2 separate regions of the Rattus norvegicus genome follow, and region 1 is linked to region 2. A link is a contact called in public Hi-C data. All regions are on one chromosome and are shown on one strand. Each heading gives the region's core, a stretch centred on a gene start, on an enhancer-like site or on the middle of the called end of the contact. The rest is flanking DNA. Distances are from core to core; before and after follow the strand shown. Region 1 holds the start of Pex26 (peroxisomal biogenesis factor 26). Region 2 overlaps Mical3 (microtubule associated monooxygenase, calponin and LIM domain containing 3).

Region 1 (3,668 bases), core at 772-3,271, 220 kb after region 2:
AGGTTGCCACCAAGCCTGACCTGAGATTGGTCTCCAAGACACAAAAGGAGGAAGGAGAGAACTGTCTGCTGCAGGCTGTCCCTTGACCTCCACATGTGTGTCATAGCACCTGTGTGTAGGCACACAAACACATGTAGAAAAATAGAATGTATATGTGAGATCCATTCATCTTATTTGATGTGTGCGACTGTTTGGCTTACAAGTATGAGAACTAAGATGGTTGTGAGCTGCTGTGTGGGTGCTGGGAATTGAACCCAGGTCCTCCACCAAAACAAATGCCCTTAACTGCTGAGCCATCTCTCCAGTTCCCAGTGGGGGAAAATTAAACAATATATATATTTTTAAACAAGTTACATCCTGGTTCTTTCACCTTACACGGTCACAGAACCAGGCTTTAACAGACTTGACATTTCTGTCTCAGCTGTGTGACGACCTTCTGCAGGCATTTAAAGGCTGCTGTGTCAGTGTTAGCAGTGAAAGAACAGCAATGTATGAATGAGCTGAGGCGGTCTTGGCCTAGCGCCTAGCTGTCTTACCCAGTCACTAAGGGAGCAAGGGATTCTACAAAAGCTTGGGAGAGAGTTCAGAAGACAGAGAACCACTAAGGCTGAGTATAAATGTGGAGGAGTGGGGTTGGGGATTTAGCTCAGTGGTAGAGCACTTGCCTAGCAAGCACAAGGCCCTGGGTTCAGTCCCCAGCTCCGAAAAAAAAAAAAAAAAAAAAAAAAAGAAAAAAGAAAAAAGAAAAAAAATGTGGGAGAGTTAGGAAATCCTGTCAGAAGAGCCCAGATACTGGTGATTTATGAGTCTGTGTAAAATGATTTAATAGGAAGCCAGGCAGGATAGTGCACTCCTTTAATCCCAGTACTAGGGAGGAAGAGGCAGACTGATCCTTGAGTTCGAGACCAGCCTGGTTTACAGAGTGAGTTCCTGGAAAGCCAAGGCTATACAGAGAAATGCCATCTCAACGAACAATATAAATACAACACATGAAAATATACATATATATTTATTTTTACATATCACATACATAAAACATCAGTTCTTACATTGGTCCAGTACTGTATTGAAGAATTGCATGACAACACGCGTGCATGGCTTTATTTTTATGACATCCTTATTTACACATACAACACAGGATCCAGGAGTTTGTGTAACTCACTTGTGTGTTGCTGGTTCATCTGCTGAATACAAATAACAGATCAGTTTTTTTTTTTTTAAAAGACTTTATTTTTTTTTTTTTTAAATTTATTTATTATATATACTATAGCTGTCTTCAGATACACCAGAAGAGGGCATCAGATCTCCTTACAGATGGTTGTGAGCCACCATGTGGTTGCTGGGAATTGAACTCATGACCTCTGGAAGAGCAGTCGGGTGCTCTTAACCGCTGAGCCATCTCTCCAGCCCCCATAACAGATCAGTTTTACCTGACACTCCATTCCGCCCTGACACTCCTTTCAGCCAAAAAAAAAAAAAAAAAAGTGCTTTCTTTGGTTTAACAATGTTTTCGTGACTTATTTGTTGTGTGACCTATCTCATCTGTAAATAGAATAATAGTTGTCCTTAACTCATAGAGATGAATAAATGAGACAGAAAGCGTTTTTGCACTCTGCCACACTTTATAGCATCATCGAACCCAGGAAAAGGAAATAGCCAGCTCCAGAGTTTTCCTTTTCTTTTTCTTCTTTTCCTGAGGTTACGAATAAAGGTGCAGGCAGCTCCACCTCCTTACTGAAATTTCCTCCGTCCGTCCTCTTCCGGTTAGCGAGGAATGGATCTTATTTCACAGGACAAAGGCATTTCACTAATGTTTCAGCTTCCCCATCTTTCCCACCGCGAAGCTGGTGATCTGGTGAGTTATTTCTGGAAGATGACAGTCTCTGGGAGCCAGAGGTTCCCCGAAGCTTCACAGGCCCAAGAAGCCAGGACTACAATTCCCAGAATCCTGAGCTCCAGGGCGCGCGCGTGCGCCGTAGTGGCGAAGGGAGTGGGGCGGAGTTGTCTATGGCCGTGAGTTCCCTGTGCACGTCTCTGTTGTCCCCCTCTCTACTCTGGGTGCTTCGGTGCTTCTAGCACAGGTCTATGGGTAGGAGGAACTAGTGCTGGGCCTTCCTTCGACAGCTTCTTAAGTTTTGAACAGGCCAGTCCCTCAAAGGTTAGGCTGTGCCTGGGTCCAGCGCCTTCATGTTCCTTCCCTAGAAAAAGATCTGGAGAGGCGTGGAGAGGAAGAGTGAGAGGCTTACGGGTCATTTACCAGGCCTACTCCGGATTTCCAGGAAGCTCCGAAGCTGTCCTCCTGACGTGTGAAGAAACCTGGTCGAAGCCAGGCTGGCTATGAAGAGCGAAGCTTCGACTTCTGCAGCCCCTTTGAAAGGGCTCGTGGGCCCTCTGCGGAGCAGCGAGCCCGCGCTCGCCCTCCCGGCTGTGTCACCCGCGGTGCACCTGCTGGAAGAGGCGGCCGACCTGTTGGTGGTGCACCTGGACTTCCACGCCGCACTAGAGACTTGCGAACGAGCCTGGCAGAGCCTGGCGGAGGAGCCCGCGAGTGGCACGTACGTGCTGGGCTGTGTTCCTTTTTGGGGAGGAGCTCGGTCTCAGAATTTCTGGCATTGCGAGATTGCGCCAAACACCTTGCCCTCCCTAGGGGATCCTCTCTGAGAGAGCCTGGTTGCTCATCCTGCACCCACAATACTGCACACTGAAGTCAAATCATGCAACAGTTTGGAGGGGCGCCACAGCCAATTCTTTACAGTGCAGGAGGACAGGGTGGACGTGTGTTAAGTGTTCAGTCGTGAGGAAGTTAAGTAAGCAGGTAGCAGCCTCCTTTAGGAACCCTCCTATAGGGTTGGGGATTTAGCTCAGTGGTAGAGCGCTTGCCTAGGAAGCGCAAGGCCCTGGGTTCGGTCCCCAGCTCCGGGGAAAAAAAAAAAAAAAAAAAAAAAAAAAAAGGAACCCTCCTATTGGGGTTGGGGATTTAGCTCAGTGGTAGAGCGCTTGCCTAGGAAGCGCAAGGCCCTGGGTTTGGTCCCCAGCTCCGAAAAAAAAAAAAGAAAAAAAAAAGAGGAACCCTCCTATTTATTCCTGGCCTTGGCAGATCATGGAAAATGGGTGTGTGGGGTGGGGGTGGGGGTACACTGTTCTGGTATTGTTGAAGGACTGGGTGAATTGCCTTTAGGAAACCCTTTCTTTAGATTGCTCTTTCTAATGCATTGGCCTCCTCTGGCAGCTGGGGGCACCATTTCTCTGTGGAGTATAAACCTTCACGGTGAGGAGGGAGTAGGCACAGTAGTCAGAGTTGACAGCAGAGAAACAAAAACTGGAGAGACTTGACTGTGCTTTTAGGGAGTATAAAGGGTGCACATTGAATGTTGAGGGCTTTGCTTTGTGGCCCTTGGATATAGTTTTTTTTTTTTTTAAAGATTTATTTTATTTATTTCATGTATGTGAGTACACTGTCACTGTCCTCAGACACACCAGAAGAGGGCATCAGATCCATTACAGATGGTTGTGAGCCACCATGTGGTTGCTAGGAAATTGAACTCAGGACCTCTGGAAGAGCAGTCAGTGCTCTTAACCACTGAGCCATCTCTCCAGCCCTTAGATATAGTTTTACTTTTTATTTATTTTTATTTTTCCTTTTCATTTTGAGACAGGATTTCTATGTG
Region 2 (3,841 bases), core at 69-2,568:
GCTCGCCACTGTTTGGATGGAGGAACTCAACTGCACTCTATGTGGACTGGCTAGAAGCTTCCAGTGACAACCATGGTGGGTAGAGGTGGGGAGGAAGCCCCAAGAGGCTGAACCAGCGGCAGAAGAATCTCTCAGGGGAGAAGAGGGGAGAGGAGAGGAGGAGAGGAGGGGAAAGGAGAGGAGAGGAGAGGAGAGGAGAGGAGAGGAGAAGAGAGGAGAGAGGAGAGGAGAGAAGAGACGGTGAGGGTCTAACTATGTTTAAGCTGCAACCTCTATATGGAACATGCCACATAGGTAAAGTGCGGTAAAGGCCCACGCCCAGCACAGGGAGAGCAGAAACCCTGGACCACTTCTGTGGCCTCGTTCATTCTCCTCATTTGTTTCCTACACAGCACAAGGCCAGCTCGGCTTGGGATGGAGTCAGTGCTACTGATACAGGCAAGAACCCACCCTCTGTTCTGATTCAGGCCCTGCCAAGGAGGTCCAGCGACATGTGGGATGCAGTCATACATGGCCTTGCTAAAGAGGTTTCCAATTTGTTTCAGAGTTGTGAGTCTGTCCTCTGTCTGAAGATGCACTGAACCAGGTTGGACAAGAACGTGCCTTTACGACAGCACAGGACTTGGGGCCTCCCGGCTCCACAGGGATGAGGAGTGGGGTGCCTGGTGAGACTCAGCTTCCTGTGAAGGTGGGCTTAGCTCCTCGTGAGCCCCTTTGTATGTGGGGTGAGTCAAAGCCTGTGCTGGAAGGCGGGCACTGGTGCTCATTTCCGGAGCTCTGTCTGATGGGGTGATCTATGGTGATGTCTGACCACACTAAGTCTGAACGCAGGGACTGGTCACACTAGGAAGACCAAGGACTCCCCCCCTCCCCTAGGGGAGAAAGGAGACTTTAGGGTGACCTGAAGACTAGACTAACCACAAGGACTATCAAAAATGACTGCACATAATGGTGTCCCAATAAAAACCCCAAAGCTGCAGTGAAGGTGACATCACATGTGAAAACCAGGACAGTGGGCTCTCTGAATCTTCTAGCTTCCTGGACTTCTCATGAGAAAATCTTTCCATGGTGGGGTCTTAAACCTCTGCATCCGTCCCTGCACTGTATAGGCCATAGCCCGAGAACGTCAGCTTCCAGTAAGTTCTGGGTCCCTCTCAAGTGACTGAGTCCCATGGTGCTTCTGGTAAACTGTACTTGTGCGCTGGGTCAGAAATGAGGACGCAGTCCCTCTTGTTGGCTAACCAGCGCTCACAGGGACACAGTGACACCTCTACTACAGTCTGCGTATGCTCACCACCACCCCTGCCTCTGTTCTAGCGAGTCAATCATTAATGATCCTTTCCCGTGGCAACAGGGCCGAGCCATGAGCATGTCAAGTTCTGAGAACCCTCTTTTTTTTTTTTTTTTTTTAAAGATTTATTTATTTATTATATATAAGTACACTGTAGCTGTCTTCAGATACACCAGAAGAGGGCATCAGATCTCTTTACAGATGGTTGTGAGCCACCATGTTGTTGCTGGGAATTGAACTCATGACCTCTGGAAGAGCAGTCGGGCGCTCTTAACCGCTGAGCCATCTCTCCAGCCCCTGAGAACCCTCTTAAGCAGCTGAGCCTCATAAAGCTGAGGTCTACACAGGTAGGCCAGGCTGTGCCCGTCTCTCGGGTGTGGGGGTGATCTTAGACTGACTCTTACTTTCTTACACAGTTTACTCAGGCCCACAACCTCATTCATTCATGAGTTCTTTTTTTCCCCCTGAGGCAGGGTCTCACTATGTAGCCCAGGCTGGCCTGAATCTTCAGTCCTCTTGAGCGCTGGGGTTATAAGTATGTATTACCATATACTGCTCAAAGAACATTCTGAGACCTGCTACAGCTCAGCCAGTGGACACACACTCTCAGCTAAGGTAGAGCAGTCTTGTGTTGTACTCTCTGACTACTGGGAATAGCAAAGGTGACCCAGGAAAGACCATACATAGCATACAGTGTGCATTGGGAGGGTGTGTGTGTGTGGCAGAGACCTGGGAGGAGGCTGTTTGAAGTGTAAACCTAAGACTCGGACGGGATAGGCATGGTGGTGCATGTCTGTAACGCCAGAACCTGGCAGGCAGAGACAAGGGTCACTGCATGTTCAAGGCTAGCTTGTTCCAGTCCAGCCAGGGATACAGAGTGAGACCATGCCTCAGAACACACAAGGAAAGAGGAAAAGTAAGAAGAAACAACAGAAAACCTGGCGCCTGAATTCTGAATGCTTTCACCACTGGCTTACCTTGTCAATCAAGTGTGCAGTCAGTCAGTGCTGCTTAGCACTGCTCCTGTCTAAAGGGAGGGCATGGAGACTTTTGCACTTGTCTTACATTTTCTGTCCCTCTACCTCAGTGTGCCCAGCAGCTTGTCTAGACAGGCTGGGAGGGACCATGCCTGACATCCCAAGAGAGGGGCCTGAGTGCAGCCTGACCTCACCCATACCATGTCCTTAGGATGCCGCCCCAGACATAATCCGCGTGATGAATCCGTCCCTCTGCGATGAAGACAGTGAAGCCCCACGATGGCTGTTTGTGCCACTCCAGCTGGTTTTACGACAGCTCAGAGGTTGTGAGAGCCAAAAGGTCAGCCCCGGAGCATTCCTCTAATGGCTTTAAGTGTAAGCATTTCTGAGAGGCCTTTCTGTTTGTTTCTGCACAGCGGGTCTCCCTAGCTGCAGGAAGGACAAAGAGCCACCCACAGGAGCTAGTAAAGGCTTCCTTCAGGCTACCTTCACCACAGGACCTCTGGGCTAATTTGAGGGTTGCCCTGCTCTTACATCACACAAGATCCGAGGTGTAAATCCAGGACACCACACGCATGCCTGGCGAGGACGGTACCACTCAGCTACATCCAGCCTCAAGGCTCACGTTAGATCTCCCTGTTTACCCTGACCTGTAGGGGCTGAGGGAGGAACCAGCAGAAAGTGGGCCACTTTTTAAGTGAGGAGGATCCACACAGTAGCAAAAATCTAACAAGAATATCCACCCTCCTTCTTTCCAGCAAAGGGATGCAGTCTCCTAGGAGGGATGGGGACTAGGAGGCCTAGGTCGGAGATCCAGGGGTTCAAGGCCTGCCTAAGTTACGTAGCAAGTTAAGACCAGCCTGGGCAACTGAGTGAGACTCTATTTCAAAATAGGAAGGTAAACGTTAGACTGGGAGTGTAATTCAGTTCAGAGTTAGCCTGCAGAGCCACGGGTTCGATGCCTGAAGCACAGGGTACTTCCTGTATAGCGCAGGGTACTTCCTGTATAGCGCAGGGTACTTCCTGTATAGCGCAGGGTACTTCCTGTATAGCGCAGGGTACTTCCTGTATAGCGCAGGGTACTTCCTGTATAGCGCAGGGTACTTCCTGTGGAGGCACCCTGTCATATTTCAGGGCATTTCCTCTGGTCCCACTCCCTTGGCCACATGACCACACTGCTGTACAGCCAATCTTATGACTGAGCATGTCTAACTAAGGCTCATGGGAGTCAGGATTTCCAGCCCTGTGCCCAGGCTTTTAAGTGCTTCCCCCAGAACTCTGCAGTGACTCAGAACCAGCAGCTGTCAGGGTGGGTGTGCAGGAATTTGGTTCAGACACAGGGCACTGAGAAGAATCATCTTAAAAGAGTTCTATGTCAATTTCACGGAGTTCTTCCCTCCCCCTCTGCCTTCTTTTCCTCCTTATCCTGTTTCTCCTTCTTCTGGGCCTTAGGTAGTCCTGGCCGGGCCTCAAATTCACTGTGTAGCAAGACCTCGAGCTTCAGTGCTACACTACTGAGCCACATTCTCAGCTCCTTCCCACCACGTTTGAAGGGAAACAGGAAACAGAGAAT

The links. A called contact is a pair of places that touch in the nucleus more often than the background predicts.
Region 1: a Hi-C map of kidney shows a contact between it and region 2, with 7 times the contacts expected there. The contact joins the promoter of Pex26 here to the enhancer-like site in region 2. A contact is called at or near these places in 11 of 12 Hi-C or Micro-C datasets (the A7r5 cell line, the Rat2 cell line, frontal cortex and 6 more) and 1 of 1 datasets of contacts at active chromatin or transcription factors (oligodendrocytes).

What each region holds. Positions count from the first base shown.
Region 1 is chr4:156,084,972-156,088,639 of GRCr8, forward strand. Pex26 (peroxisomal biogenesis factor 26) reads left to right here and starts at 2,022. Exons shown (of 5, transcript NM_001106618.2): 1 at 2,022-2,555. The coding sequence starts at 2,338.
Region 2 is chr4:155,864,548-155,868,388 of GRCr8, forward strand. The region is part of intron 20 of Mical3 (microtubule associated monooxygenase, calponin and LIM domain containing 3); the gene reads right to left. Among named protein-coding and RNA genes, the nearest start is that of Bid, 58 kb to the left of the region's middle. Within about 2 kb of position 1,319, at least 2 of the 93 cell types and tissues checked have an H3K27ac peak or open chromatin away from gene starts, as enhancers often do. A contact at or near this core is called in kidney, where this site is marked.